6 separate regions of the Mus musculus genome follow, and regions 2, 3, 4, 5 and 6 are each linked to region 1. Evidence: chromatin contacts called from public Hi-C and promoter capture Hi-C data. All regions are on one chromosome and are shown on one strand. Each heading gives the region's core, a stretch centred on a gene start, on an enhancer-like site or on the middle of the called end of the contact. The rest is flanking DNA. Distances are from core to core; before and after follow the strand shown. Region 1 holds the start of Pmpcb (peptidase (mitochondrial processing) beta). Region 2 holds the start of Klhl7 (kelch-like 7). Region 3 holds the start of 2700038G22Rik (RIKEN cDNA 2700038G22 gene). Region 4 holds the start of Fam126a (family with sequence similarity 126, member A). Region 5 holds the start of 4921504A21Rik (RIKEN cDNA 4921504A21 gene). Region 6 holds the start of Rint1 (RAD50 interactor 1).

The links. Promoter capture Hi-C pulls out the DNA fragments that hold promoters and counts their contacts. A called contact is a pair of places that touch in the nucleus more often than the background predicts.
Region 2: a contact with region 1 is called in a promoter capture Hi-C map of pre-B cells, with 6 times the contacts expected there. The contact joins the promoter of Klhl7 here to the promoter of Pmpcb in region 1. A contact is called at or near these places in 4 of 39 promoter capture datasets (cranial neural crest, liver, pre-B cells and 1 more), 1 of 484 Hi-C or Micro-C datasets (B cells) and 1 of 115 datasets of contacts at active chromatin or transcription factors (astrocytes).
Region 3: a contact with region 1 is called in a promoter capture Hi-C map of embryonic stem cells, with 2.7 times the contacts expected there. The contact joins the promoter of 2700038G22Rik here to the promoter of Pmpcb in region 1. A contact is called at or near these places in 1 of 39 promoter capture datasets (embryonic stem cells) and 1 of 115 datasets of contacts at active chromatin or transcription factors (astrocytes).
Region 4: a promoter capture Hi-C map of pre-B cells shows a contact between it and region 1, with 4 times the contacts expected there. The contact joins the promoter of Fam126a here to the promoter of Pmpcb in region 1.
Region 5: a Hi-C map of uterus shows a contact between it and region 1, with 7 times the contacts expected there. The contact joins the promoter of 4921504A21Rik here to the promoter of Pmpcb in region 1. A contact is called at or near these places in 1 of 484 Hi-C or Micro-C datasets (uterus) and 1 of 115 datasets of contacts at active chromatin or transcription factors (astrocytes).
Region 6: a contact with region 1 is called in a promoter capture Hi-C map of liver, with 4 times the contacts expected there. The contact joins the promoter of Rint1 here to the promoter of Pmpcb in region 1. A contact is called at or near these places in 7 of 39 promoter capture datasets (the 3T3-L1 cell line, cranial neural crest, embryonic stem cells and 3 more), 1 of 484 Hi-C or Micro-C datasets (B cells), 3 of 115 datasets of contacts at active chromatin or transcription factors (astrocytes and embryonic stem cells) and 1 of 9 other capture datasets (liver).

What each region holds. Positions count from the first base shown.
Region 1 is chr5:21,734,707-21,739,422 of GRCm38.p6, forward strand. Pmpcb (peptidase (mitochondrial processing) beta) reads left to right here and starts at 2,454. Exons shown (of 13, transcript NM_028431.2): 1 at 2,454-2,570; 2 at 4,163-4,303. The coding sequence starts at 2,472.
Region 2 is chr5:24,097,979-24,102,976 of GRCm38.p6, forward strand. Klhl7 (kelch-like 7) reads left to right here and starts at 2,612. Exons shown (of 11, transcript NM_026448.3): 1 at 2,612-2,896. The coding sequence starts at 2,777.
Region 3 is chr5:23,847,489-23,852,470 of GRCm38.p6, forward strand. 2700038G22Rik (RIKEN cDNA 2700038G22 gene) reads left to right here and starts at 3,109. Exons shown (of 4, transcript NR_045042.1): 1 at 3,109-3,133; 2 at 4,633-4,667. Gm42228 (a long non-coding RNA gene) reads right to left here. Exons shown (of 2, transcript XR_880875.3): 2 at 1,966-2,642. Snord93 (small nucleolar RNA, C/D box 93) reads left to right here and starts at 4,745; the gene lies at 4,745-4,789.
Region 4 is chr5:24,028,653-24,033,576 of GRCm38.p6, forward strand. Fam126a (family with sequence similarity 126, member A) reads right to left here and starts at 2,038. Exons shown (of 11, transcript NM_053090.3): 1 at 1,827-2,038.
Region 5 is chr5:19,225,018-19,230,035 of GRCm38.p6, forward strand. It overlaps 4921504A21Rik (RIKEN cDNA 4921504A21 gene), which reads right to left and starts at 1,538. Exons shown (of 3, transcript NR_102342.1): 1 at 1,124-1,538. It overlaps Magi2 (membrane associated guanylate kinase, WW and PDZ domain containing 2), which reads left to right and starts at 2,029. Exons shown (of 23, transcript NM_001170746.1): 1 at 2,029-2,572. The coding sequence starts at 2,272.
Region 6 is chr5:23,784,718-23,789,538 of GRCm38.p6, forward strand. It overlaps Rint1 (RAD50 interactor 1), which reads left to right and starts at 2,994. Exons shown (of 15, transcript NM_177323.4): 1 at 2,994-3,165; 2 at 3,573-3,618. The coding sequence starts at 3,124.

The DNA.
Region 1 (4,716 bases), core at 1,204-3,703:
AGAACGAGAAGGAACACTGTTAGACGCCCTACAGGAGCATTCTCCTGAGGCCAAACTGGCTAAGGACAAAACAACAACAAAAATGAGAGAAAAAAATCCTCAGATACATAGATATAAAGTTTCCAAGAGGATCATGGCAAATTCACCAACAGGCTAAACCATGGGGTACCATGACTAAACTGGTGTCATCCCATGGATACAAGGATGGCTTAAATCAGTAAACATATACCTTGTAAAGGCAATATGATGGAAACCACACAACCTTGTCAGTAGATGCAGAAATTCCTTCACGATCCTCCTAGGAACAGAAGGCGCATACTCCAACATAATAAAGACTATAATACAGTCAGTAAGCCTAGAGCTAACATTATACTAAACAGAGAAAAACTGAAAGCATTTCCCTTAAAATCAGAAACGGGGGGCAGGGCCATGGCTCCGTAGTGAACATATTTACTGTACAAATGGAGGGTGGGCAGGGAATCCTCAGAGCAAACCGGCTGGAGAGACGAGCCGTATCAGTGAGCTCAGGTTGAGTGAGAGATTCTGACTCCATGAACAAGGTAGGAGAGTGGTCAAGGATAACTCCCAGCGTTAGCTTGGGACCTTCTCATGTAACGTGCGCGCGCGCGCGCGCGCGTGCACACACACACCACACACACACACCAAACACACGCATTCACGGGTGGTCCTTCCCACCAAAAATATGCACGACACATACATTCAAAAATGGAAAAAGATTTTAAAAGTACAAATGACCAACAAATATTTGAACAAAAAAATGCTCACGACCCACGGCTTTCAGAGAAATGCAAATTCAAACTATGTTGAGATTCCATTTTTTCTAGTTTTTGTTTTGTTTTGTTTTTACTGTCACTGTGATAAAATAACCTGCAGTTCCAGAGGGCTTCCATCCATCCGTGATGGGGAAGGCAGGGCGACAGGAACAGGCGCTATCAAGCTGCATCACAGCTCAGAAACAGGGAGATCGGGAAGTGGGACCAGGCTATGAAACCTCCAGAGTCTGTGCCCAATGCCTTCTACTGTAAGGCTCTACTGCCTAAAGGTTCCACAACCTTCGCAAACAGCGCCGCCAGCTGGAGGGCAGTTGTCTAAACTTCTACACTTAGAATGGCTATCGATAAAATAGCAAGAAGTCAGAGTGGAAAGTCAGAGGCAGGAACCAAAGGTGACATGGAGTTCCTGGTTTGGACGTTTGACTGGTTGTCACCATTACAGCTACAAACTGACAATGAGGCGCCCAAGGGATTTTCCTGTCTTTTTGGCTTTTCGAGACAGGGTTTCTCTGTGTAGCCCTGGCTGTCCTGGAACTCACTTTGTAGACCAGGCTGGCCTTGAACTCTGAAATCCGCCTGCCTCTGCCTCCCGAGTGCTGGGATTAAAGGCGTGCGCCACCACGCCCGGCCCGGATTTTCCTGTCTTGTTGTTAAATGGTGAATAGTTAAAAGAGGAGGCTGGGTGGGAAAAGGATACCTGAACGATAATGTAAATTAGGTATTAGGCAACAAGGGGTCAAGTTAGACAGAACTCCAACTTCTAAAGTTACAGCGCACACTCTTTAGTGTTAAACAGCCTGTTAGGCAGCCAATACCTCAGTTCCCACTGTAAAATTAGCAAAGTAATAGTCGCTTCCTCACAGAAAAGAGCTTGCTAGGGGCTTGCAGGCAGCTCAGCGGGTAAAGTCACTTGCAGTGCAAGCCTGTCCACCTGAGTTCCACCCCCAGAATTCATGCAAAGGTAGAAGGGGCAACTGATTGCATAAAGTTGTCTTCTGACCTCCACAAGCTTGGAGTGGCATGCACCCACCCCCTCCCCATAATAAGTTAAATAAAAAGCTTTAATTTTAAAAAGTGCTTGCTATTTTCGTTAAGCCTCAAACCCTGGGACAATTGGCTAAAGTGGCTATTTGACAAATTTTAGTTTCATTAGAGTGTATGTGGATAAAGAGGCACCCAGGAACGGGTAAGAGCAGTTTGTTTTGGCAGAGCCCTAAGACGTGGAAGTAAATAACATTAAATCATGGTAACAGAATGTAAGATTATGTTTGTAAAGCGTCTGTCTTTTAGTAGCAATCTCGGCAAAGGTATTCCTATGGAATAGAATAAGCAACGCTATAAACATTAGAACAACGAAGACCAACATGATAGATCCTTCAATGTGTCTGTCCCTCCCGCACTGGATCTCTCTGATTAACTCCAACCGCCTGGGGATACATGTTCCGTTCACTTTGTCCCTTGTGTGTCTTGCACATCATTTCTACAGACCTGATTATTTGGAGCGAACTGGGGAGGGAGTCAAAGGGTGAAGGGATTGAGGGTTCTAAGCCCAGACACAGAATCAAAGGAATTTCAGAGACTGCAATTCCTGCTGCCGCCACAGGGTGGAGCCAGCCTCTAGTTCTGGGGCCTGGAGTCATGACCCGGAAGTACATCTCCACTTTCTCCACCGCAGAGATGGCGGCGGCCGCTCTATCCCGGACGCTGTTGCCAGAGGCCCGGCGGCGCCTGTGGGGATTTACACGAAGGCTTCCGCTTCGCCGCGCCGCTGCTCAGGTGAGTCTCGCTCCGCCGTGCCCCGGCGGCTCCCGGTGTGCTTTGGGCCGGGCCTCCGGATCCGCTATCCCGGGGCGCTGCGGCCGGGCGCAGAGGGGGCGGGGCGGCTGCTCCCCCTCCACGCCACCCGCGGGAGGTAAGAAAAGGAGCCGTGGACCCCCAAACCAGACAGCGCCATCCTCAGCCCATGGACACCCAAACCAGACAGCGTCAACCTCAGTTCATCCGAGTTTTATCCCAGCGTTTTCCTTATTTGAGAGTTGTCTTGCTCCAAAGGGATCTCTCTCTCTCTCTGTGTGTGTGTGTGTCTGTCTGTCTGTCTGTTAGTTTGCTATTACCAATGTTATTGTATGTCGGGCTGTTCTCTCTCGAGAAAAGGAAACTAGGACAAGCGCTTTATGAATTTGAAGTTGGGTTTGCTTTTGGTTTTGATATTTTGAGACATCGTTGTTACACAGGGTTTCTCTGTGTAACATCTCTGGCTGTCCTGGATCTTGCCCTGTAGATCGGGCTGGCCTCAGATCCGCCTGCCCCTACACAGTAGGGCACAGTCAGGTCATGGTGTATTATTTGATCAGGGAGCAGAAAGCCTTTGGGTCACAGAAGCAGGACAGTGCGGGCTCGTACACATTTCTTAAGTACCTGTGGCTGTGGCTGTGAAGAAACCACGACCATGGCAACTCTTATAAAGGAAGACACATTAGCTGGGGCTGCTTACAGTTCAGAGGTTTCGTCCATCATCATCAGAGCAGGAAGCATGGCAGAGTGCTGGCAGACGTGGTGGAGAAGGAGCCAAGAGTTCTACATCTGGGTTGGCAAGAGATAGACACAGACAGACAGACAGACAGATAATGGACCTGGCTTGAGCATTTTAAACCCTATAACCCACCCCAGTGGCACACTTCCTCCAACCTTCTAGTAGTCTCTCTCTCTGATGACTAAGTGTTCAAATCTGTGAGCCTCTGTGGTCCATTCCTATTCAAACCACCACTGTGTCTGGCGGTTAGGTCAGTCTCAGGTTTTTGGGTCAGGGTTTAGGAAATACGTTTTTCTCATTTCAATATGAAAACATGAAAAAGCTGCTGAAGCGTCTGTAGTCAAACCAGTTGGCCCGAGAGCCTCTGAAGCATCTGTCCTGTTTCTGTCTGTCCTTTGTGAACAGGAGCATCCCGTCTGTCTCACTTCTACACAGTCAGTTTTGTATTGTTATTTCAGTTTCTTGACTTTTTGTCCTTAGTGAATATGAAGCATCTGTAGGAGAGGTAGCTGAATCAGGGTGCTTGTTGAAGGGTAATGTGCTAACTGCTCCCGTTCTTGGAGAGAAAGGCATGTTCTCTCAAGTGTTGCCTGTTTGACAGAGCGGTTGGTTAAGGAACATTTCCTAGGCTACTGCTAGAGCCCAGTGGAACCAGAACTGGGACCTCATTCTCCGCGCTTTCTGCCAATGACACACACACACAGACACACATAGCAGATTACATCCACCCCGGGCTAGGAAAGTGGTTTTGGAATGAGTCTGTTTGAGGTTGTTTTGTTTGACACTGAACACCAGGACAGTAATGTTTTCTCTCTTTCCCTCCTCCTCCCGTCAGCCGTTGTACTTTGGAGGGGACCGACTAAGAAGCACACAGGCTGCCCCACAGGTTGTGCTGAATGTCCCCGAGACACAAGTGACATGTTTGGAAAATGGACTCAGAGTAGCTTCTGAAAACTCTGGGCTCTCAACGTGCACAGTAAGTCACTGCTACAGTCTTTTTTGTTTGTTTGTTTGTTTGTTTTGTTTTTTCAAGACAGGGTTTCTCTGTGTAGCCCTGGCTGTCCTGGAACTCACTCTGTAGACCAGGCTGGCCTCAAACTCAGAAATCCGCCTGCCTCTGCCTCCTGAGTGCTGGGACTAGAGGCGTGCGCCACCACTGCCCGGCTGGCTGCTACAGTCTTTAGTCGGCACCTTGTCTGGGAGGGAGCAGCCACAGCTGCAGCTCTCTGGTTGGCTGGGTTCTCCGAGCTTGAACCTTCCCTTCCAGGTGCACTTTGGTACCGAGTGCTTATGTCCTTCTCTCACTGCTGACATCTGCCTCTGACGGTCATGAGCCTGGCCACTTTCCCACGGCCGTCAGCAACACAAGCTCAGGGAGAGTCACGTGGC
Region 2 (4,998 bases), core at 1,362-3,861, 2.4 Mb after region 1:
TGCTATGTACAGAAAGTATTCTTCACGCTACCAAAAGAGAAACATAAACACCAAACCAGCAACAAACTCTTTATCTACAATGGTGTACTGCCTACAAGTTATGCTAGGGTAATGATGGCACAAAGCTTCTGGAGTAAGCAACCAACTCTGCTTGGGTGGTCCATACTACTTGGGTGGCCAAGAACCAGAGACTAGATAGTTCAGGGACCTAGGATAAAATCAAATAATACTAGTCAAAAAAAAAAAAAGAGAGAAAAGAAATCAGTGTAGTAATAAAATACAAATAATATTTATTATTCTAAAAATATCCTGTTGTACTCATAAATTAGTGCCTTGGTCAGCCATCATCAGAGAAGCTTTCTCCTGAAGCAGATGGAAACAAATATTGGGACCCACAGCCAGGCATTACAATGAGAGTGAGAGACCTTGGAACACTCAGCTCTAAATAGGATGTCTCCAACAAATCCCTTCCATCAGAGCTCAGGAAACTCTGCAAAACAGGAGGTAGAAAGAGCACAGAAAGAGCGCAAGAGCCAGAGGGGATGGAGGACACCAAGGAAACAAGGACCACTAAATCAGTATGAGCAAAGCTCACAGGAACTCACAGAGACTGACACAGAATGCACAAGGTCTGCATGGGTCTGCACCAGGTCCTCTGTATAGACAGTATGGCTTTTCAGTTTAGTGCGTTGCTGTTGTTGTTGTTGTTTAAATTCCTGTCTGTGAACAAGTGGGTCTCTTATTCTTGTGTCTTCTCAAGGGTTTTCTTCCTTTTGTTAGGTTGCCTGGTCCAATCTCAAAGTAATGGGTCTTGTTTTATATTTTATTTTGTTGTATTTTTAAAAAAGTGAATGCATGAAAACCACTAGGATGAAGGTAAGAACTAAACTGTCATTTATACCCGCTGGGAGAGGGAAAAACAGTTTTGTTTAATGGCGTGACACTGGTGTATACCAATCACTCCAGAGAAGGTCTCATTTTCAGGAATAGTTGACAAACATATAATAGACTCCAGCTTTGTGTGTGTGTGTGTGTGTGTGTGTGTGTATGTGTGTGTGTATGTGTGTACACTTGCATGCACAAGCACGCATGCACTTTTCTTTAATTACAACTTGATGTTTGTTTTTCTTTTGGGGTGTCATTTTATATATTTTCTTGGTTTTGTTACAGTATTGGATTTGTTTGTTTGACAAACAACTTAAAAGTTGGGTGAGGGCTGGTGAGATGGCTCAGTGGGTAAGAGCACCCGACTGCTCTTCTGAAGGTCAGGAGTTCAAATCCCAGCAACCACATGGTGGCTCACAACCATCCGAAACAAGATCTGACTCCCTCTTCTGGAGTGTCTGAGGACAGCTACAGTGTATTTACATATAATAAATAAATAAATATATTTAAAAAAAAAAAAAAAAAAGTTGGGTGAGCAGGGACAGGAAGATCTGGAAGGATCTGAGGGAGAGGAAAAATATGATTAGAATATATTTAATTTAAAAGTTATCTTAAATAAAACATGTTGAAAGGGGGCATCATATATATATGACGTCTAAAACTTCCAAAAGGATTTTCTCACTGTGCTGTGGTCCACCAACTTGATGCTCCCACCAGTGTATCTGGTAAACGCCTTGATTAACTTTCTTCCCCCACCTCCTGCAGATAAATATATTTATCTAATCTCTTTTATAAAGAAACATACTGTCCAGGATATGTTCAATCCCTTTTTAGGCCATTGCTGACCCTATGCAGCTTAAAATAATTTATTTAATTTTCTTTTAAGCAGTTATTGTTTTAGATCAACAGCGGTCTAGATCATTTTACATAAAACTTCTGTCTAGTTCTTCATACATCTAGGTAGAAAACTGAGGCTATGTAGAAAGTTCATTACTAGAAATAACGACTTCAGTCCTGTGTATTCCTAAACAGCAAAATAAAAAACTCATTATGAACATGTTTCTGTGAGTTCTAGGACTGAGTTCTGTATTCCAGTAGAACTGCCCGGGGAAACCTCAATAAAGTTGGCTGGAACTAACACCTGCTCTCTAGTTTTTTGGTTTTTTTGATTTTGTTTTTTTCCCCAGACAGGGTTTCTCTCAGTAGTCCACCACTCTCTGCCTCCACCACCACCATCACCCACCAGATCTGTTTTAATGAGAAAGACAGCCTACTAAACAGGCAGGCATGTCACGGAGAGGAGAAATCGACAGGACAATGGTTTTGCTTTCTGAATCTCAAACAAGTAACTCTTGTGCTTATCCTAAATAACCTTTGCCTTGCAGTATGCAATTTTCCTGTAATAGTTACTGAGCGCCTACAATGAGCCCCAGTCTGAAAAGGCAGTGAAGAACTGACCCTGTTCTCAGGGAGCTTACGCCATAGGGAGACGTCTTAGTTTGTTCTATTACACAATTATCCAAAATAGATCATCACGAAATCTAAACCTGGGAAGTCGGCCTTTGGTAGAAGAAAAGCACACGCGAGCTTGGATCAGGCCGAAGGGTACCCACTGTTGAGGACGCCGCACCGCGCGACGCAGCCGGTTGCTAGGGCGTCGCGTGGCTGTGACGCACTGCCCCGCCCCCTCCTCCTTAGAGCGCACCCCCCCCGCCCGACCCAGTGCGCATGCTTGGGACTCCCTTCGCTTGCAACCGTGGCCGAGTTGGCTTCGTCTCGTCCTCCTTCGGCTTTCCCGCAGTTCTCCGAGCTCCGCCGCCGAAGCCGTGCTCCAGACTGCCGCGTGTGGCGGGCAAACTGTCGCCGCGAACCCGCAGAGGGCAAAGAGAGGATGGCCACCTCCGGCGTGGAAAAGAGTAGCAAGAAGAAAACTGAGAAGAAACTTGCGGCTCGCGAAGAAGCCAAGCTGCTGGCGGGGTTCATGGGCGTCATGAACAACATGAGGAAACAGGTGCGGGGCGGTGCGGGGTGGTGCGGGGCGGTGCGGGGCGGTGCGGGGCGGTGGGCAGGGGTCCGGCGGAGGCTGGCGGCGGGGCCGGCGCCTTGGCTGACGGCCTGCTCCGCCACGGGGCTTCCGAGGCCCGCTCGACGGGGACTCCTGCGGCGGGCGGGGGGCCTCCGGGGCGGTTGTGTAACCGGTCTCATCCAGTTCCCCGTGAGGCCTGGAGCCTTCCCTTACCGTGCGGTGTCATCTGGAGCTCTCGGAGGGAGGCTCCCGCCCCGCCGCCCTGTCACCCAAGTGGCACGAGTTGATAAATCACCTGTCATTTAGGGCGACGCCAGTCACCAGTAAATAGCAGTTTTCTAAGGGTTCTGGCGCCACTGTTAACCAAGAGGATCTCTTTGTGCTGTCTTTGATTTTGCCGTGTATTGGAGAAACCGCAGCATTTGGTTGAAAGGTGGGTTATGAAAGGCACGGCTTAACGATGGAGACGGTAGATAGGTGTTTGATAGAATTAACTAGATTATAACCTCCAATAGACCGGTAAGCAGGGGAACACCACTTGGTTGGTTTTTGGTTCCGTGAGTTTTACTTGGTAGAGAACACATTATGGATTCTGGGGATGTTTGTCAGTTTGTTGACTCTGAAATCTGTTTTTCAAGAGGACAAAGCACTACAGATAAGCTTGAGTGATTAAAAAACCTAATTCGGCTTTCTGACGCTTTTGCTGTGAGTATGGGCAGCAGAAGAATCTTAAGATTTATTTCGGAAGATACCAACTCCTGATTTCTTAAGGCCAAACACTGGTCGCAGCAGTCTTCTCTTTGTTCACAAGATGGCACACTGCTCTGGTTGTAGCGGATAGATACTATGTTTTCAATGCCTATATCTTTCCTGGTTTTTATGCTGAAATAGCTGTGAATGGCTGGCTTCTTTATTAAAATGCATCTCTTTTCATATTTGTGTTCTTTTTGTGTAACCTTTTTGAGATCTACAGAATTGATGATTTGAGATTGCAAGTGTCTTTGATGTGTACCTCTAGTGGTAATTAAATCGAACTCACTGGTGCTTAAATTTGTTTAAGCTCATTCTGGTATACTCCTACTGTCCCGAACTGTGGCAGATGTGGGCTGGAGCTTTGCAAAGCATTACCTCATTCCTTAGATAGGCTGCAACAAAGTCACAGCATCCATCAGGTGTTACAAGAAGATGGTCTGAACCAACATGTTATTTAGTTCTTTGATTTTAAAATTAATTCATATTTCTTAGACTTAGCTTTAGAATATTGTGACATCTTTTTTGTTAAAATAGAAATACAGTTATGAGATTTACTGAAAAATCAAGGTTATGCTATTGAATACAAAGAAGAATATGGATATTTGGTGAGCACTCAGGGATCTGACCCTTCTACTGTGGCTAATTTAATCTGTTTTATGGTGTATTTCAGACTCCTGTAGCATTTTTATCAACTTGGAGGATTCCTGCATTTAACAAAGATGCATAGTACCATTTTGTACTGATTCACATAGTTTATTTTTGTTGAGCTATTATAGACTCCTAGAGCATTTTAATCACCTTAATGGATTCATGTATTTTTCTTTGTTTTATGGTTTTATTGCCAAGTTCTGATGCTTGCTGGGGCTGGAACACGGACCCCTTTTTTTTTTTTTTTTTTTGGTTTTTTCAAGACAGGGTTTCTCTGTATAGCTTCTGCCTCTCAAGTGCTTGGATTAAAGGCGGAACACGGACCTCTTATTCAAAACATTTTCACTGTAGTTTCTTTTGTTGCTTAATCTTGTCTGTCCTAGAACTTGGTCTATAGTTTAGGATGGCCTTGAACTCAGAGATCTGCCTGCCTCTGCCTCCTGAGTGCTGGGATTGATTAAAGGTGTGTACTAGTGTGTCTGGCCCTAAACTTTTTCACAAGTTGAAAGATTAATTGGATGGAGTCTTGCCCTGAGGTCACCACCCTTATATTACAGTTAGAATCAGGTTTTTACAACTTTTCATCTCCTTGAGCACAAGGACCATTACACTTCCTGGTGCCCCTTTTCTCCTCAAACTGTACATTTTATATATTTTCCTTGCTCATCTTCTTCCTTTTTATTATA
Region 3 (4,982 bases), core at 1,859-4,358, 2.1 Mb after region 1:
AAGCATTTTCCCGGCAAGCTTGAGGACTGGATTGGAAACCTAGCACCCACATTGAAAGGGGGAGGGACAGTTTTTTACAGAGGCACTTGTCTCTCACACCAGTGCTGGGAGGTATAGGGGGCGTGGTGGTCTTGGTACTCATAGGCATGCACTAGGAGAGCCTGGGATGGTAACCACACAGGCTTGGTTCTTCAAGAGAAGGAATGTAAAATCAAACCTGTTTTCCTCCCAGAAGCCTTGAGCAGACATACTTTCTAGCTTGGTGACCTCTGTACAATCTGGGTGGCTGAAGACTTTCTGGTGCTGGACGCTCCTCCAGACCCATTCTTGTTTTCCCTCAGGCAAGCAACAAAACCTCCTGTTATGGAAGGTGTCACATGTACTTTACAAAGAGATTTGCTGTAGTCACATTTGATCTGTCTATGTTCCACAAAGAGATTGAGGTATGGCCCTGCAGTGGCCCACGCCTTTACTCCCAGCACTCAGGAGGCAGAGGCAGGAAGAGCTCTGAGTTTGAGTACCAGAACAGCCAGGGAAACACAGAGAAACTTTGTCTTGAAAAGCCAGAGAGGGGTAGGGGGTGGAGGAAGTGAAAGAGTAAAACGTAAAAACAAAATTCTAGGCCTTTGGGCCCAGGTTTGGAGTGTGGCCTTTGTGGCTCAGTGCTTCAAGGTGTGCTGGTCATAAAACAGATAGCAACATTCCTCCACCCACCCGCTTCCTGGGTTCAAAGAGTGTTCATTCAAAGAATGTGCTATTGTTAGGGGCTCTTAGAAACTGTCTTGAGAAATAACCCTCACAATTACCAGGTATTCCTCGTGACTCTTGTGACTTTGCACTTCCTTGTGACTCTTAACTGGTATTTTTGGTATTTTCCAACAACGCCCTCCCCACCTCCTTGAGTTGTGGTTTCTTCCTTTAAATACCCCCTTATCCAGCTACTCGGCGCCCCACGGTCCTCTACCCCTGCATGGTGTATGACCGTGGGCCTGAGAGCGCTCTTGAATAAAAATCCTCTTGCAGTTTGCAGCAAGACCGTTTCTTGTGAGTGATTTTGGGGTGTTGCCTCTCCTGAGTCAGAACGTGGGGGAGTCCTCACGTTGTGGGTCTTTCAGAAGGAGGGAGAGGAGGGGAGGGAGAAGGGAGACAGAGAGACTGACCTAGGTATGCTTCCTGTGCATGTGGGATTGAGGTAACCATTGTAGGAGGCTGTAGCCTCCCCCTTAGGCTGCCTGAGCGGCACCTTAAAGATGGTGCCTGCCGGATGCAGAGCTGGTGGTGTAAACAAATCTATATTTGGTGGAGACGCGCCCCTGCCGCCCTGATTGGCTGAAGCCTTGTGCCTGGTGAGGTGACGTGGCCTGCCGTGAGTGGATGCGGGCTGAGAGTATATAAGAGTGAGAGGCCCGGGGTTGGGGGAGAGAGATGAAGAGGGAGAGAGATGAAGACTGAAGGTTGCCGAATAAACTGCTGTTAGAAGAACTGGTGGTCTTGTCGTTCGGGCTGGTCGAGGACGAATGCAACAAACCATCACAAGGATAGTTTTGGCCACACTGTGCTGTGCTTAAGTATACCTAAAATAAATAACTGAGGTCTGACTGCCAAAGTTTTGTCAGCGCTGACCACTGAGCCCTGTGGAGCTGACCTGCCTTGTATCCTCACCTCCCAAGGCTCCTCTCTCTGATGCCCATGCAGGCTGCAGAGACCTCTGCAGGGCGGGGAGGACTAGTGAAGAGTCTAGCTGAGTCAGTGACGCCCAGTGATAGAACTTGTCTCAAAAAATAATGTGGAGAATAATTGAGGGAAAGAAACACCAACCTGTGACCTCCACGTGCATGGGCAACACGAGCACAAACACAAAGACACTCACGTACACATACTGAGAAACAAATAGAGAAACAGTTTAAGGTGCCTATAGATATGTTCTTGTGTTGGGGTCTAAAAATCCAAAACAACCCGAGCAGGTTCAAGAGTCCCCCCAAAGCAAGATCTTTATTTGAATTAGGCAGCAAAAATCAACCAGTTAGGAACAGCAGCACAGACTCCGTCTGACTGCGTCTTCGAACATCTTAGTAAGTATTTAAGCAGATGACAAAGATGTATTGCACTCGGGCTGCTGCTGATCAATCAGGGCCATAGAAGAGACTCAGGAACTGAACTGCAACCCCAAGCCAGAATGGTACGGGGCTTTTAAGCTTGAAATCCATAAACGTCTGTGCTAAGTTATCCCACCAATCAGGACTTAGGGGTAGGGGACTTCCTTAAGAGCACGTCTTTGTGGTGCACTTACTCTGTTCCTACAGGACTCAACTGCAGCGTTCATGTTGAAGTGCACTCACCTAGCATCCATGCTTCTACTCACCAAGCAGGAAGTCAGTTACCCAGGGAGGTCTTGGGAACTTAAACTTTGAGTTAAGGCCTGTTCCAAATGGCTTCAGTTGGTTCCTTCTTACACCACTGTCTTCTGAATTCTCCTCTTGCGTTCCCACAAGCAATGGATGAGTGGGGTCTGGGGTGCAGGCGTTTTGATAAGTGTGTAAGTGGTACCATGGTGGTGTCTTACTTTTCAGTTCCTCAGTGGCCTGTGACGCTTAACATACCAAGAGCACACAAAGAGTAGGCAACTCTTTTGAGGGCTGTTGCTATAAGGAGAAATAAAAGGTGGCTTACTTGTGGCAGGATGTAGCAGGAATTTAATGGCGGATGTTTTGGTCTGTTTGGTTGGTTTACGTTTTGTTTTTACATGGCTAGAGAGATGGTTTGCCGCTTAAACAGTGTTCTGTTCTTGTAGAGGACCTGAATTTAGTTCCCAGCATTCAATTTAGGAGGCTCACAGCTGTCTGTGAGTCCAGCTCCAGGGAAGCTGACACCTATGTCTGGCATTTTGAGCACATGCAAATATCACAGACAGACATAGTTTAAGTCTTTTTGGGGAAGCGGGCGGGGCCAGTGGCTCTGGTGCCGCCAGGGGGCGCGTGAGGGCCGGCGCTGGAGTCAGGCGGGAACGGGGGAAGGGGCGGGCAGGAGGGGCGCTGGGCCACTCTGGTTGGCTGAGCCCCGGTGCTCAATGTCCGGTCGGTTTTAAACTCGGTCCCGCCCTGGCGCCCAGCTCTTCCGCCGCGGCGCGCTCCTGGTAAGTACTCTCCCCATTGCGAGTCCCAGGACCACGCCACGTGGTCTTGGCGATTTTCACGGCGCTCGCCCGTGGCGCGGGTCCCTGCCCATACGCGTCCCTTCTGTGTGGGACAGGCGATCAGCCTTGCGCTGCCCGGATTTGTCCCCTCTCGGATGGAGGCGCGGCGTCCGGACAGCCCGGGTCCTGGGCACACTCGGGGCTTCCCGCCCGCCCAGGACTCCGATGACGGGGACATCGACTATTTAGGAAGCGAATGAGATCAGAGCTCGGAAAGTAGCAGGAGGCAGGATAATCCCAGTGTCAGCAAGGGCAGGGGTGATTTCGCCCACGCAGGCGCGTCCTCGCCGCCGCACGTGTCCTTTAATTGCTGCTTGGCACAAAGGCTGGGCTTTTTGTTTTGTGCTCATTTGTTTTAAGGTTTGAGGGTATATTCAGGCGGATACCTGCAACCGAGTCCAGCAGGGACCTCTGCCTACAGGACCTGGATTACCCTACTGCTGACACAGACCCAGCCTGTCTGGGTTTTGGGTCCTGGGAGAAATCTGAGCCACTGGATTAGCACTTAAGCAAGGTGACTTATAAGCAATGATTTAGGAATCGTGATTTGGAATTCCTAAGACCGGGTATAGGTGTTTAGCGAGCACCCAGGAGTCCTCCCTGTTTAAGAGGTGACTGATTGAGACACCAATTAAAAGTAAATATCATGGTTGGAGAGATGACTCAGTGGTTAAGAGTACTGACAGCTCTTCTAGAGTTCCCGAGTTAAATTCTCAGCAACCACATGGTGGCTCACAACCATCTGTAATGAGATCTGATGCCCTCCTCTGGTGTTGTCTGGAGATAGCAACAGTGCACTCATATAGAAGAAATAAATCTTTTTAAAAGATTATTAGATTATTGAGACAGATTGTCATACTGGCCCAGAGAATATTTGTGCTCTAGGACCCTAAGTATTGGCATTTATGGACATAAGCCACTGTGCCTGGTAAAGGACATTTTAGAGGAAAAATAGGCTTGTGGGCTCTTGTAAACAAGTTCCCTGTGTTGTAGTTTTCTTTCCGTTAGAGGTTAGGGTTCTGTTGAGCCCCTTCGAGAGTGAAGGGCAGCATGAGCCACCTTCTAAGGTAAGGAGTTATTTTTCCCTTCCTCATTCAGGCTCAGGAGACACATCTGACGCTGCTTCTGGTTTTGAAATCAGAGAAAATGTTTCACTTTCTTAAAGGAAGAGTACTGCTATTACCTGCAGTACTATTTGCTTCTAAACATTAAGAGTTTTTGCTTCTGGGGTGGAAATAGTGGGAAAGATGGCCCAGAGGGAATAAAATGGACTCCCAGCTGTCAGCAGTATGAAGATTAGAGCTCTGTGCAGGAATAAATGCTAGTCAGAGGCAGGCCTTCCATCACCAGATGCAGCTAGGAGCCACCAGGAAGGTCCTTTCTGAAGGAAGCTGTGGCTGCTGCTTGTAACAGTGCTGGTTCTTTTTTCTTTTGAGCAGATGAGTGCTGTGTCCAGGATGATCATGAATTCAAGGTATGTGTTAGATGGCAAGTTTGGCTTTCCAGGCATAATTCCAGGAACAGTTCTTGGCCAAGGATGAGAACTCTAACCTGACTGGATACGCTGCTGTGATGGGTTAAAGGATTTACCTGAGGCCAATAGAACAGGCAGGAATTTAATGCAGTCACCCCATGTCTTTTTAAAGTAGATGAGGGGTTGGAGAATGGAGTGAGAGGGCTTAGCAGTGCCAAGCCCGTTACCTTTGATTCTGGGACCTGGTGGAGAGAGCCAGCTCTCTAGAGTTATTCTTGCACCTTCATGTGTGTGCTAGCACACGTGTGTGCACAC
Region 4 (4,924 bases), core at 788-3,287, 2.3 Mb after region 1:
TAGCCAGCATTTTCTCCTTTCTTTCCTTCCATTTTCTTGAAAAGTCTCACTCACACATCTCTACTTTATTGCCATAAGTAATCTTATGACTGGTTTTGGAGCTACACTCTTAAAAGTCACCTATGAAGATTTCTTAGGCTTGATTACAAATAGGCAACAGGATGCTGAATAAAAGTGAACTAGAAGATATACTTAAACTTATTGTCAAAATTACACCATTCTTTAAAAATGTAACCAAAGGGGATTTTATAAAATAGAAGAATAAAAACAAACAAAAAAGTAGAAAAAGGAAAGCAGGGTCCTTCAGTATGGCTCTGGTGGTAAAAGCTCTTGCCACCAAGCCTGATGAAAGGAAAGACAGAACTCTGTCTGCATTGACCCAACCCAGTCTCCACCTGGCATGCATACCCAGAGACTGTAGCTACTGATTATTAACGGGATTTCTAATTTGTTTCTGGAAATAATGTTAATAAATCAAATGACTGTAAAATGAGTCAATTGTAGAGTCTGGTTTCTAAATACATGCTGGGCTTCCCCCTTACTACTAAAGTGAAATTATCTGAATACTTGATTTTGATACCACTCCTGACAAAGAAACCTTTCCCCTTTCTTGTCCTTCAGTGTACTTCAAAAACGTGATACAAAGAGTCATCTTATAAACCTTAAAATGTATTCACCTAAAGGGGAAAAGTGGTCACAAACGATCGGGGGTGGGGGTTGGGGGGAGGAGGCTGGTGCCATTGGCAACAGAGCAGTCCTAGGAAAACACACCTCCCAGAACTATCGCATTGTTTCAAGGTTACCCTAATCTTTGTGGCTTTATGTAGATAAAAGTTGTAACAACTGAAAACCTCAAACTGCAACGCGTGGCATGAACCACAGGGCTGGCACATCTCCTGCAAAACCTACCTTGTTACCCAAAGGACACCCAGTGTACAGAAAGCCAGTGTTACCCTGCATGCAACCAGTAGCAGTCTCTGTATCGCAGCAGCACTCCCCCTACCTGAGCAGTGGAGCCGCTGCCCGCGTGCAATAGCGTTTTATCCCAGAAGCGATTCAGTGCAGTGCAAAACCACTAGGGCCAAATTCTTCAGGAACCTCTAAACTCTAAAGGTACAAAGCAAACACATGCACGCTGCAGGGCAGAGACCCAGTTTTGCTGAAGCTTGCAAACCTGGGGTGTTTTCGTGCGGGGAGGGGGGGGGCAAGGAAGGAAAAAAGAACGAAAGGAAGAAAAGAAAGAAAAAAGAAAGAAGCTTACAAAAAAACAAAAACAAAAAACCGTTCAGTGGACAGAAAACCCTGTCGATCCTCGAGGGCGGTCACAGCAGCCGCAGAAGAGGCAGAACTCCAGGGTCCAGCGCGGCGCAGGCAGAAGAGGAGCTCTCCTGGTGGTGGACAGACAGACCGGTCTGGCACTCCGAACCCCCAGCCCCACGGGATTCAAGACCCGAGCGAGCACCGCTCTGAAGAGCACCGGGTCTGCGGAGCCAGCGTGGGCGGCGAGGCCAGGCTTTGGGCGGCGCGGACGGGTGGGCAGTGGCCATAGGCTACGGTGGGCTCTGTGCTAGGCCGACCCTGGGGCACCCCCAGCTCATCGCCCAACCGGGAACGGAGCCTCGTTCACAGCGGGCAGCCGGCCGCGGCCAACTTAGGGTTCTCGGGCCGCGCCTCGCGCGGGAGCCGTTACCCGCAACGGGCCGCCGCCCCAGGACGAAGTCCTACCCGCCGCCGGCAACAGCTTCAGCCCCGCTCCTCCCAGACCAAAGAAAGTTCTCGGTCTCCCGGCGCCTCAGGGGCCGGCGTACGGCTCGCGGCAGACTCACCAGAGCAGCTCCGGACCTACCGCGGCCTCCCCCCACGACCACGGCGACCACGGCGACCACGGCGACCGGGCGACTGCGCTCCGCCGGCAGCCGCGCCACCTGCCCCTCTCCTTCTAGCAGCACGAGTCCGGGCGAGCCATCTTCCCTCCTCTCTCTGACTGACAACCCAGCCCGGACAGCCGCCACTGCCGCCAGCCTCTCTGACAGGCACCACCAGAGACCCGTCCCCAAGCAGCCAACCACCACCGTCCCACACTGGATCAGCCTATCACTGACCCCCAGGGTGGGCCCAGAACAACTTCTCCACCAATGAGAATCTGAAACTATTGATGGGGGGGGGGCGATTTGAGTGGGCGTGGTCTGCGCGATGGGCGTGGTCCGGGAACGCCCAGGGGAGACGATTGACTGTGTGGTTAGTGGTGACAACTAAGAAGTTCCATGAAGGTCTCAGGATCTCTCTGAGCCCTTTAGACCTTAAGTCTTACCAGATGCTTTAAAACGTAATCAGAAAAGGACAGCAAGCTGATATTCAATTACTCGAATCATTTCCCAAAAGTATATCAAAATTTGACCGGATTCTGGGGGGTGTGTGTGGGGTGTGTGTGTGTGTGTGTGTGTGTGTGTGTGTGTGTGTGTCTGTGTGTGTGTGTGTGTGTCTGTCTGTCTGTCTGTCTGTCTGTCTGTCTGTCTGTGTCTGTGTGATTTCGGAAATAGCAATTAAAATACTACCTTTTCTTATGTTCATTGCTTTTGACTTTAGCCTTGAAAATTTCAAATATGGTGTCTAAAAGACAACTGAAGAGTTAAAAAAAATATTACTGCTTTTGCACCCATGTGGAAGCTCACAACCTCTATAACTTCAGTCTCAGGGGATCAGTAGCCCTCTTCTGGCCTCTGCCCTCATCCAGGTACACATGCACCTAACACACACACACACACATAAATTAAAAGAATTTTAATAGTAAAAGGGAGGATGGAGAGTTGGCTCAGAGCTTAAGAGCACTTGCTGATCTTCCAGATGAATGGGGTTCAGTTCCCAGCACCCACATCAGGACTCTAGTACAGCAGATCTGACACTTCTGGCCTCGAAGGTATCTGCACACATATGGTACACATACATACATACACACTCAGCCATACATATATACACATTAAATAAATAAATATTTTTCTTTAGAAAAAAATTAAGTATATTTCTCTACTTTTTTCCATAAGCCATTTTTCGTCTTCCACACCTACTTATCCTACAGATAACGTTTTATATATATATATATATATATATATATAGCCAATACAGCATATGCTCCGAGCTCCCCCTATTACAACCCTCTCAACTCAAATCTGGTTGAATTAGAAAGAAAGAGAGAGAGAGAGAGAGAGAGAGAGAGAGAGGAAGGAAGGAAGGAAGGAAGGAAGGAAGGAAGGAAGGAAGGAAAGAAAGAAAGAAAGAAAGAAAGAAAGAAAGAAAGAAAGAAAGAAAGAAAGAAAGAAAGAAAGAAAGAAAGAAAGAAAGAAAGAGAGGAAGAAGGCAAATTTCAACCTGGAAGAAAGGAAGTCATTCTAAGTTAATGCTAGAGATGACAAAATGTCTCCCAAAACACTAAGCAAGTTTTTAAAACATACCAAAGAAATAATAAGCACATATTATATACATATACACATACACATATACATATATATATATTGAACATTGTATATACATATGTATATACATACATGAAGTCAACCAGGCCATGTTGTTAGGCTTCATTAAGCACATTGCAAAAACAAGATGATGGTGTTAAATCCAACACAACCATGCCCAATGGGCAAAAAGAACACAAGGCAAGAAAAATGAAGAGTTCCACAGGGAAGATGTCTGAGTCTATCTGAAAAGATGGGTACATCTGAGATGAAAGGGCAAGCCTCTACTCCCAGCTACCAGCACATGTTTGAGGCTAGCCTGGGCAACTTGGTAAGAGCCCATCAAAATTATTTTTACAAAGGGCAGAGGGTAAAGTTCAGCTGTAGAGCACCGGCTGGTATGTGCTAAGCCCCAAGTTCAATATTTAGTACCAAAAAAACCAAATGTTTTAAGTCAAGGGCCATTTCAGAAAGAGAGCAGCATGCCCTAAGTCACAAAGTGGCCAGGAAGCACAAGAACGAGTGTGGCGAAGGGTGAAAGGTCACACACCAGCTTACAGCAAAACTAGCTATAGGCATGATAAAAGATGCTTACACCAGCACCATTCACAGTGGGGCCTGCAATGCTGGGAGTGGTCTCTATGGCATTGTCCAAAATGGCAACAACTCACTAAATCTGGGTATTGAGCACTTGGGATAGGGTATGGTTTGGGTTTTGGTTTCTTTTTGTAGAGAATCTCTTCTAAGCATCATCTGTCAATAAAAAATGTCTATAGCCAATGAGTTGAGGCAGGAAATAGGAGGTGGGGCACTGGCAAGATGAAAGAGGATTCTGGGAAACAGGAGAGGTATAAAGAAGAGATTCAAGGGAACCGCTGAGGAAGATGCTAAGGAAGAAGCAGGTCTGGCCTGAAGGAGAGGTAACTAGTCATGCAGATAACATAGGATGGTGTGAATGGGTTAAATGAGTTATGAGCTCGTTAGAGAACAAGCCAAAGCATATGGCCAAGGCATTTTATAATAAGTAATTAATCTCAGAGTTGACATTCCAGGAGCAGAGGCTTCAGGAAAAAAAAAATGGATTTTTTTTTTTTTTCAGAAAGGGGAGATTCACCTGCGAATATGTGGTGAGATGGATGCCTGGCACCTGAGCACAGGTAACCAGCCATGTGGCAGAATGTACATTCAAGTAAATGGGTTAATTTAAGTTATATCTAGCCAGAGAAGAGCCTAACTATATGGACAAGGTATTTGTAAATATATTTTGTGTCTGAGTCTTATTTCTGGGAGGATGGGACTAGGAAGAAGAACTAGACCTAACTTCTACATCTTAAAAAATTTATTGGTGTGTGTGTGTGTGTGTGTGTGTGTGTGTGTGTGTGTGTGTGTGTGTGTGTGTGTGTGTGTATGTGTGTGTGCATGTGTGTGTATGTGTATATGTGTGTATGTGTGTGTGCATGTGTGTGTATGTGTGT
Region 5 (5,018 bases), core at 288-2,787, 2.5 Mb before region 1:
AATACGTGATAAACAATTAGAATAACAGCGGACACATTGGAGGTAATTTGTAACTGCTGTTAAACAAATGCAAATTCTGTTCTTCACTGCCTCTATCACTTTCCACTTAGAATGGTGCTTTATAATCCTCAGCCTAACTTTTCATGAGACTGGCCTTTCAATGGAAATCTTGCTGGCTCAGGAGCATTCCTTAAGGCCAAGGACTGGGTAGTCCTCACCAGTCATAGCCAACTTTTCTCAAATGGAAAAAGGCACAAAGTCAAGCAAATTCATCCTTTGTAAAGATCTTCAGCTCTGACCTAATTTGCTGTCCTCTCCACGATGTGGGGGTGGGGCTGAAGAGGAAGAACCTACTGTTCAAAGCCAACAAACCTGTATGGGGCAGTCCCTTCCCTGCCTTGCCTGTCTGTCTTCTCAGTGCACCAGGCCCCACTAGTACTGTTACCCCTATTTAAAAGGAAACAACCAGAGAAAGGTGGAACAGCCTGCTAAACGTGGCACTCCTGAAAAGCCCCAGAGCCAGGATACACACCCCCTCTTTTCTGTCTGGGTCAGCTAAGCCTTTTGAACCGCCTTGCTTTCCTCCCACACTACATCCCAGACATCAAAGCTCTTAACTGCTGATAATTCCTTCCCATACTCTGATTTACAAAGATGAGTGGGTGAGTGGTTCCTTTTTTTTTTTTTCTTTTTGCCTGAAACATATTATTTCAAAGTTAAGCAAATGGAATGTAAGCTACGGAAACTCAAAAAGCACCACTCAGGGTTTGACTGGAGAAGTCAGCAGCCCTCAGCCCCCTGTGTCCTGCTTAGCTTTCCACCTGGCTCTAAATTTGGAGAAGGGGAAGGAGCTAGATGGGGGTACAGCGCTCCACCAAGAGCCTTCTTTTCTTTCCTGTAGCAGACTTGTTTGTCTGATTAACCTAAAACTTGACTCCTGTCCAGGTTACACTCACCATTTATATGTCTAGGCTCTTACTCCATTTATCTCCCTAACACCTACCCCACCGCCCCTCTCCACTCTTCAACTAGGGCAGGTGCCCTCCTCTATCCTGTCTCCACTCAATCCTCTTCAGTTTCTTCCAAGAGGACACATGGCCCTGCTCTGCAGATGTTATTTCACCTTATTCTTGCATCCAGGACGACCAGACTCCTTCCTCTAACTTTCCTCTATCGGAGGGGCACTTCTGAGAACTTTGCGAGGAATGAAAGACTGTAAAAAGTGGAGCGAGCCAATAGTGAAGTCTCTCCACGGGCTCCGCCTGCCAGGCCCTCTGCAGTTCCATGCTGGGACCCCGAACTCCAGCTTCCTTGTGGCAGGATGGAGCCCCAGAAGACTGTGCTGTAGATGGGCCACCAGGCTCGGCATCGGGTTCCCCGGATTTCTGCTTTGTCCAGTGTTGGGGTGTGGGCAAGTCGGGGCGTCCTGCAGGCTAGCAGCCCGGCTCACAGGGAAGCTGAAGACAGGTCCACCCAGGGATCCCGGCTCTCTTCACCGGCCTGCCCATGTCGGGCCTCCGCTCCCCTCCTTCCCGGCTCCCGCCTCCTCCCGCAGGCTGCAGGGCGGCCCGGGGCCTGCCTCTCCCAGCGCCTTCACTACCGGGTCAAGCCGCGGAGGGAGGGAGACGGCGGCGAAGCCCTCCCTGGCGCTCCACTCGGTGCGCGCGCCTCCTCCCTCGGCTCGCATCCCCCAACGCTCCCCCCTCCCCGCCGCCCGCTTGCATCCTGCCAGTACAGTACAACTAGTACACAGGCACACACGCGCACACGCGCACACACACGCGCTCCCTACCGCTGCCACTGCAGCTGCCATGGATATCGGCTAACAACACAGAGGCCGGCGAGCGCGCGCGCGCTCCCCACTCGCAGCACGCAGGAGTGGCCCCCGGCATCCCTACCCTCCTCCCCACCCCCACGCCACCCGCTCACCAGCTCGGCCACTGCTCGCGCTGGCTCGGCCGCCGCCACCGCCGCTAACGCCGCCAACGCCACCACAGCTTCCTCCGCTGCGGGGCCAAAGCCTTGAGTGTCATTCAAGGGACAGCACAACCTCACCCAAGCTCTCCTACCTCTGCCCAGCCGTCCCTCTCATCCTCCCCCTTCCTCCGCCACACTCCATCCAAAGAAGAGGGAAAGCGCGGAGCAGAGGGAGAGAAAGGCAAAGTCTGCCACCCTCTTCCCTTGGCCCCCTTGCTCCTCCATCCCGATTTTGACTCCCAGACCCTCCTTCCCAAAGGACCCTCTGGAACTGAGGCGACTCACCCTACTGCCATGTCCAAAAGCTTGAAAAAGAAAAGCCACTGGACTAGCAAAGTCCACGAGAGTGTCATTGGCAGGAACCCGGAGGGCCAGCTGGGCTTTGAACTGAAGGGGGGCGCGGAAAACGGACAGTTCCCCTACCTGGGGGAGGTGAAGCCGGGCAAGGTGGCCTATGAAAGCGGCAGCAAGTTGGTGTCCGAGGAGCTGCTGCTGGAGGTGAACGAGACCCCCGTGGCGGGGCTCACCATCAGGGACGTTCTGGCCGTGATCAAACACTGCAAGGACCCCCTCCGGCTCAAGTGTGTCAAGCAAGGTGAGCGCAGCTTGTTCGGTGCTCTGCCTGGCGGTGGGACCCCGGCGTGGGGATGGCATTAACAGGGTGGGCGCGGGTGTTGGATGGGTGTATGCTGCGCCACCGCGGGGTGGGGTCCAGAGAGCACGGTAACTGTGTTCGGAGCATTAGGGGGACCGGGACTGGGGGGCTGGCTGGCCGGCTAAGCCAGGTGGTACTGTAGCAGGCAACTTAGTTTGCCCAGTTGGACCCTCCCCTTTGGAAGATGCTTGGCCTTGTCTGACCTCCTCTGAGCTTTAGGCCAAATAGAATGTGCGCCAATGGCATGTCCACAGTGGACACAGAGCTTTCGGGGAAGGAGGAAAGCAAGGGAGGAGGAAGAAAGGAAGATGGAGCAACTTGAGGTGCAGAGCTGTCGCTAGAGAGAATGGGAGAAGCTCTGAATATTGGGGCAAGTGGAGACCCCTTGCAGGATATCCAAAACTAGTCTGGAGACACCTTGGTCCGTAGCGGTTCCCTAGGGATCACTGACGGGAGAGGAAGGAAAGGGACAAATTGGTTTGGACGCTTTGACCGGTAGTGTTCAGTAACTTTTTCCCTGCTTCACTCCTCGGTCTTTCTCCCCCGCCCATGGTCATGTCATGTGGGCACCGTGAGTCACGTGCAGACTGACTAACCCTAGAGATCGCCCCTGGCCAGCAGGCAGGAGGAGGGGCAGAGATTAAGAAGCGGGGAGCTGGGAGAGCTTTCTAATGTGGAAGGGGAGGCAGACTGCGGCATTACAAGGGTTCCCCTAAGTATTCTTCATTGACTGGAATTTTCTTATTGACTAGGATTTCTCTGTGGTTGGACTCTCCTCTAGCTCCAGACATGGGGGCGTGTTTGTGGCATAGAGGTGGATGGAGATGCAAGCTGGTCAACAGCCCAGGCTCCCTGTGTTCTAACTTGGCTTCTGTCAAGTCTCTTCTAGGCTGTGAAGTTAATTTAGAGAGATTGGAATCTTGCTGAAAAAATGTCTTTGCTTGAAATAAAATTGTGGTCCTGAGAGAAAACTTTCATTAGAAAAGACTTTATTGTACAAATGTAGCGTGCCTTTGTTTTCCTCTGGTGGTAATGCAGTTTCTTGGGTGGCACAGGTGGACAGGACAGATCTGTCTCAAACATACCAGCATGGTATGACAGTTTGTTATCTATTGTTATTTGTCTTGCGCCAGTGTTGAAATTCTGAGTATTACTGTATCAGAATTGCTCTTCATGCTGTGATCCATTATGAAGAAATACTATATAGAGCAGTTGTTTTTTTCAGAATAAAATTAACATGTAAAAAGAAAAGTTCCGAAGTAAACAAGAGAGAATAAAGGTTCATAAACTTCTCTAAAGCTAAGCTGTCAAGGAAGAAAACATCTTCAGTGGGATTTATTGAGTATCCATCGTATGTCATTTTAGATGATCTAATATAGACATGCAGTATTATATGACCCTGAAGAAGAGGGTTTACTATCCTAGCATTTTCCAAAGTGACATACTTTGAACTCAAATTCAGAAAATTGTGTTGCTACATTTTAGGTTACGATACTACATAATAGCAATAGATAACAAATGTGAAGTTCAAGGCTAGGGTTCAGTTTACTACAATTGACCAATACCGTTATTTGGTGGTAAAAAATATTGGTGTTTGCAAAGGAAAACAACTGCAAAAGTTAATGCTTTTAAAATATCTGTTTGTTTAGGGGTTGATGGTTTATGGATGGGTGAATGGATATGCCCACTGTGTGATATGGAAATCAGAAAACAGCCCTTGAAAATCATTTCTCCCCTACTGCTCTGTGGGTGAGAGAGGGAAATTAGGCTTGCTGAGACACTTTTCCTGAGATCAGCCTCACAAGCCCACGTTAATACATTTCCACAGTGATTATATTCTACTGTGGTTCCCGCTGATCATTTTATTCTGATGCCTACATGTTGAGGTAGATGTTGGCAAACTTTAATACTCGTAAACAATAAGTGTTTATGAGTATTAATAAAATAAATAATTAAAAGAAAATATTATCTAGTATTAGCAATTTACTAAAAGAAATCCAGAGAGACATTGGAAAACTGAAGGCATAAAAGTTGTGCAAATTGAGAATCTGAGATAAGAAATGGGATTTTCTGGCCTATTCTGTGATAATGCTCATAATAAAGCTAGGGCAAATTTGGGAAGTCTTTCCCTTGGGGAAGCATAATTTCTAGCAGAACAGAGCTGGGAGTGATGTTGTAAGATGAGGTTTCCCTACTGGACCTTGACAAAGAAGCAGAAAGATCTACAGAGGGTGATCCCTGCCCAGCCTTGATTTTAGCTAAAATTCATCCTGATCAATCAGCTTCTTGCTTGTATTTTGTTTGGAAGAATAAAGCTGTTCAGATTCAGGACACTTATTATTATGGACTGAAATATTTAGGTGAAAATCTTTTCACAGTATATGTT
Region 6 (4,821 bases), core at 1,744-4,243, 2.1 Mb after region 1:
AACGGTGTCAATCAGTAGTTCCTTAACCCCTTGGGGTTCCAGTGGCCCTTTCAAGGGGTTGCCTAAGACCATCAAAATATCAAAAACTAAGGTCCATGTACAGTTCTGAGTTTGTGGAGACCTGAGGCCCATCATGGTGCTTTCCGCTTTCACTCTCTACCTTAGTTACTTATTATTATTGTGTGTTTATGATGTGGGCATGCGTACATGTGGAGGCTGGAGCATAGTCTGCAGAAGCTGGTCCTCTCCTTCTACCTTACATGGTTTCTGGGGACGGAAGCCAAGTCGTCAGGCTTGCTTGGCAAGTGCCCTTACCTCCGATCCATCTCCATGGCCCCTTCACCCTACTTTTTGTAAATAATTTTCATTGATCCTGGAGCTCAACTGGACTGGTTAGCTGGCAAGTCGAAAGATCTTATCTCTGTCTCTCTACTGCTTGGATTACACAGATCTGCTGTGACCAGCTTTCTACATGACTAGCAGGATCTGAACACAGGTCCCCACTGTATTGACTAAACTGTCTCCTGAGTCCCACACTTGCTTTTAAAATATGGATTTAGTAGAAAGATCCAGCTAAATGAGTCACTTCTTAGTTACTGTCCTACTGCTATGATGAGACACCACCTCCAAAGGAAATTATAGAAAGAAGAGTTTATTGGGTCTTACAGTTTCAGAGGGTGTGTCCACAGTAATCCTGGCAGCTGGTAGGTAGGCAGCAGCTGGGAGCACACATCTTTGTCCACAAGTACACAGCGGAGAAAGTCAGGAATGGTGTGGGCTTTTGAAACTTCAAAGCCAACTGACTGTGACAACCTTGTCCAACAAGGCCACACCTCCTCCAACAAGGCCACTCCTCCTAATGCTTCCCAAACAGTTCTATCAACTGGAGACCAAGTATTCGCACACATGAACCTATGGGGGCATTCTTATTCAAATCACTACAGTCACATATATTTAGTTCAGACTTGTGGCTTCTACATTGTCTTCCTCTAAGATTATTCTCTGTAGTTACCTACCTAAATTCTTTCATTTGTCTTTAATCATTTTATTAATTCTTTCTTTCTGTTTTTTTTTCCTTTTTAAGATAGATGCTCAGTATATAGCCCAGGCTAATCCCAAATTCAAGAGCCTCCTCCCTCAGTCTCAAAAGCACTGCAATTATAAACTTGTGGCATCATGCCTAGCCCATTTCACTAATTCTTGTACAGCTGCACATTCTTGGGGCTAGGGTAAATTAATACCTTAATGTCCTAAGGTCAGCAGACTCAGATACAGCTATATGGTATAATATAGCCTAGATCCTGTTTTAATTTTAAATTTTTAAATTTTATTATTTTTATTTTTTAAAGTGTGTGGATGTTTGCCTGTATGTGTGACTGTATACCAGGTGTGTGTCTGGTGTCCAGAGAGTTCAGAGAGAGAGTCAGATACCCTAGAATTGAGTTACAGACAGAGAGCTGTCAGCTGCTGCGTGGGTGCTAGAAAGTGAACCTGGATTCTCTGAAAGAGCTGCTAGTACTCTTAGTTGCTGAAGCCATCTCTCCAGATCCTGTTTGTCTGTCTGTCTGTTTGTTTATACGGGGTTTCACTATATAGCTCTGTCTATCCTTCAACTCACTATGTAGATGAGGCTGGCCTTGAATTCATAAAGATTCACCTGCCTCTGCCTCCTGAGTTGTGGGATAAAAGGCATGCACCACCATACCCGGCTCTTATTTATTTATTTTTTTTCATTTTATGTGTATGGGTGTTTTGTCTGCATGTATGTCTACACCTCAGTGAGTTTTCTTCTCACGGAGTAGTTTCTGTTTCCTCTAAAGATTTTTGTTTGTTTGTTTGCTTGTTGTTTTTTTTTTTTCTGTTTTCTCCCCATTTGTTTGGTCTCAAAGGCATTGCCTTCCAGGGTTTGCCTGTCAAATTTCCATGTTCTCTACCTATCCCTTGCTTCTAAGTAATTCAGTTCCTCCTCCCTGGAAAACAGTAGAGGTTTAGGGGGCTTTGCCCAGCAAACTGGATGCCAGATTTTGAGTGCTCTTTCTCTGTCTGACTCCCAGAATGTTTCAACCCTCCTACAAACAGATCTGGACCTTCCAGTTCGAAAATATATGAAGGAGTGTTCCTTTTGTCTAGCTGTCCTTCAAAGCTTACTCTTGAGTCTACAAAAGAGGTTACTTAGTCCCTACCTTTTAAATGGAGTATTTTTTTCTGTACAACGCTTAAACAGTAATAACTATTAGTTACAGGCTGAGGCAGGCGGATTTCTGAGTTCGAGGCCAGCCTGGTCTACAGAGTGAGTTCCAAGACAGCCAGGGCTACACAGAGAAACCTTGTCTCGAAAAACCAAAAATAAATAAATAAATAAATAAATAAATAAATAAATAAATAAATAAATAAATATTAGTTACCTTTGCACGTAGACTTTTGTCTCTCTAAGACTGTGAAATATAGAAAGAGCACTTTGACACTCCTACCTAGTACCACGTGGGCCAAGTATGGAACTCCGGTGTCTTGGTGGCAAATGCTTTTATGCGCTGAGCCATTTTGAGATAGGTGTTGTTCTAGCTGATACCGAATTCACTTTATAGAGCAAGCTGGCAGGGACTAGTGGCAATCTTCCCGCCTCCGCTCCCGACTTGTGGCTCACCATCCTAAGGGTATCATGAGTATTTTCTCCTCCCCTCCTTCCTCTCCCCTCCTTGAATTCAGTGTGTAGCTGGAGTTGACTTTGAACTACTGGTTTTCCCGCCTTCACCTCCCAAACGGTGGAATTCCAAGTGTGAGACACCATGCCAGGGCCGAATTTTATTTTTAGTAACTCCAAAGAAGTGGAGAGAGCTCCTGCACAGAACTCAGCAGCCTGGGAAGCAGTAGGGCTGCCAGGTTCCCTGAGCGGCCAACATGACATCCAACCAGCAGGGGGCGCCACAGAACAGGACAGCGGCGCGCAGATATGCCTCTCTAGGCCAAGAGAACGGAACCAGAGAGTCGGTGATAGGAAGTCGAGGTGGCGCTCAACCCTGCGTCCCAGAAGGCTGGTCTGGTCGCCCAGTCTGTGTGTTCCCTAGCCGGACTCTGCAGGCCGGGCTGGCGGTGCATGGAATCCAGAATTCGTGCGGAGGCAGGATGCTTGCGGCTGACGATATCGGCGAAGTGCCGGCAGCCCCGGTGAGGCGTCCCTGGAAACCCGGGGAAGGGACGCTGGTGACCCTGCGAGGTGGCACAGACCCCACCTCCGCCCCGGGGACAGGTTACCTTGGAAGTGGTTTGGCGGTGGTTCCCACGGCCGGAAGCAGGCAAGGGAGTCCCTGGGGAGGTAGTCACAGTGCAATGTCCGATGTCCCAGAAGATGACAGTTTTGAGAGTTGGCGGGAAAGTGGCCTCGGTGCCCGGGCAGAGTAACTCGGACCCTGGGGAGGTGGTCCAGACCTCTGGGAAGGTGGCAGTAGTGTCAGGCATGCCCCTGGGAGAGGCGCCTAGGACCTCTCCGCCCGTCAGTATGGGACCTTTCGGAGCGCTGTATGAATTCCACTTACTTCAGTCTAACTTGTTTGCCACACCTGTTTTTCTGCCAGTGCTGCCCCGAGAGTGGTGACGAAACGAAGAACACAGACGTGAAAAGTAAGCAGGCTTTAAACCCTTAGTTCTTTTTGTCTAGCTGCCCTTCGAAGCTCGCCTTTTCAGAGTCTGCAAAAGAGTTTCTTAGTCTGCTATCTTTTCAATGGAGTATTCTTTCTGTACAATGTTTAAACAGTAATAAATATTAGTTATCTTTGCACGTGGACTTTTGTCTCTCTAAGACTGTGAAATATAGAAAGAGCACATTGACGCTCCTTCCTAGGACAGTGACTGGTTTGGCTTCACTGGGACCTGCCATTTTAATGAACTGTCAGCTCGTTATCAGGTATTTAGAGGGGTTATGCTGGTCACTGTTACTGGGTTCTAGGAAGAGGTTTGATAATAGGTTAATTGTACTTTTGCCTTCAGTGAGTAAGTAATTACAGTTTGCTGCAGGTAGCCCACACCTTAGGTCCCAGGGCTTGGTCTGGGTAGGTGACATGGAAAAGACCCAGTACCTAGGACAGGAAACTATGTCAGACTCCTGGATATTTGTTATTTCACTTGAGATAAGCGTAGCAGGTTATTAGGAATCCAGCACCCTGAAGGGGCTGTTTTTGTTTCTCTCTCTCTCTCTCTCTCTCTCAATCTCTCTCTCTCTCTCTCTCTCTTTAACCAAGGTGGAGCGTAACCCAGGTTCGCCCCAGACTTTTGTGTGACTAAGGATGACCTTGGACTCCAGATCCACAGTCTTCTATTTCACAGATGTCACATGCCCAACCTCTTTAGGAGCTTTTGAAGTATTTTTTAAAGATTTATTTATTATTATATCTATGTACACTGTAGCTGTCTTCAGACACACCACAAGAGGGCGTCAAATCTCATCATGGGTGATGGTGAGCCAGCATGTGGTCGATGGGACCTGAACTCAGGACCTTTGGAAGAGCAGTCAGTGCTCTTAACCTCTGAGCCATCTCTCCAGCCTGAAGTATTTTTTAAAAAGCCCTTATGTTAACAGTTAAGCTCAGTGACCTTGACAGTAAGAGAAAGGGTGCCCACATTTCCATGTGGCTCCCAGGAGGAAGTTTGCTCTTACTGTTGGCTTCTGATAAGCTTGAAAGATGGCTTGGTGCTTAAGAGTGCTTGCTGCTGTTACAGGGGACCTGGGTTCAGTTCCTGGAACCCACGTGACAGCTCAGTACTTCAGTCTTAGAAGTCTAAATGTACAGTCCTGCCATCCCAGGGCTCTTGCTCACACATGGTACA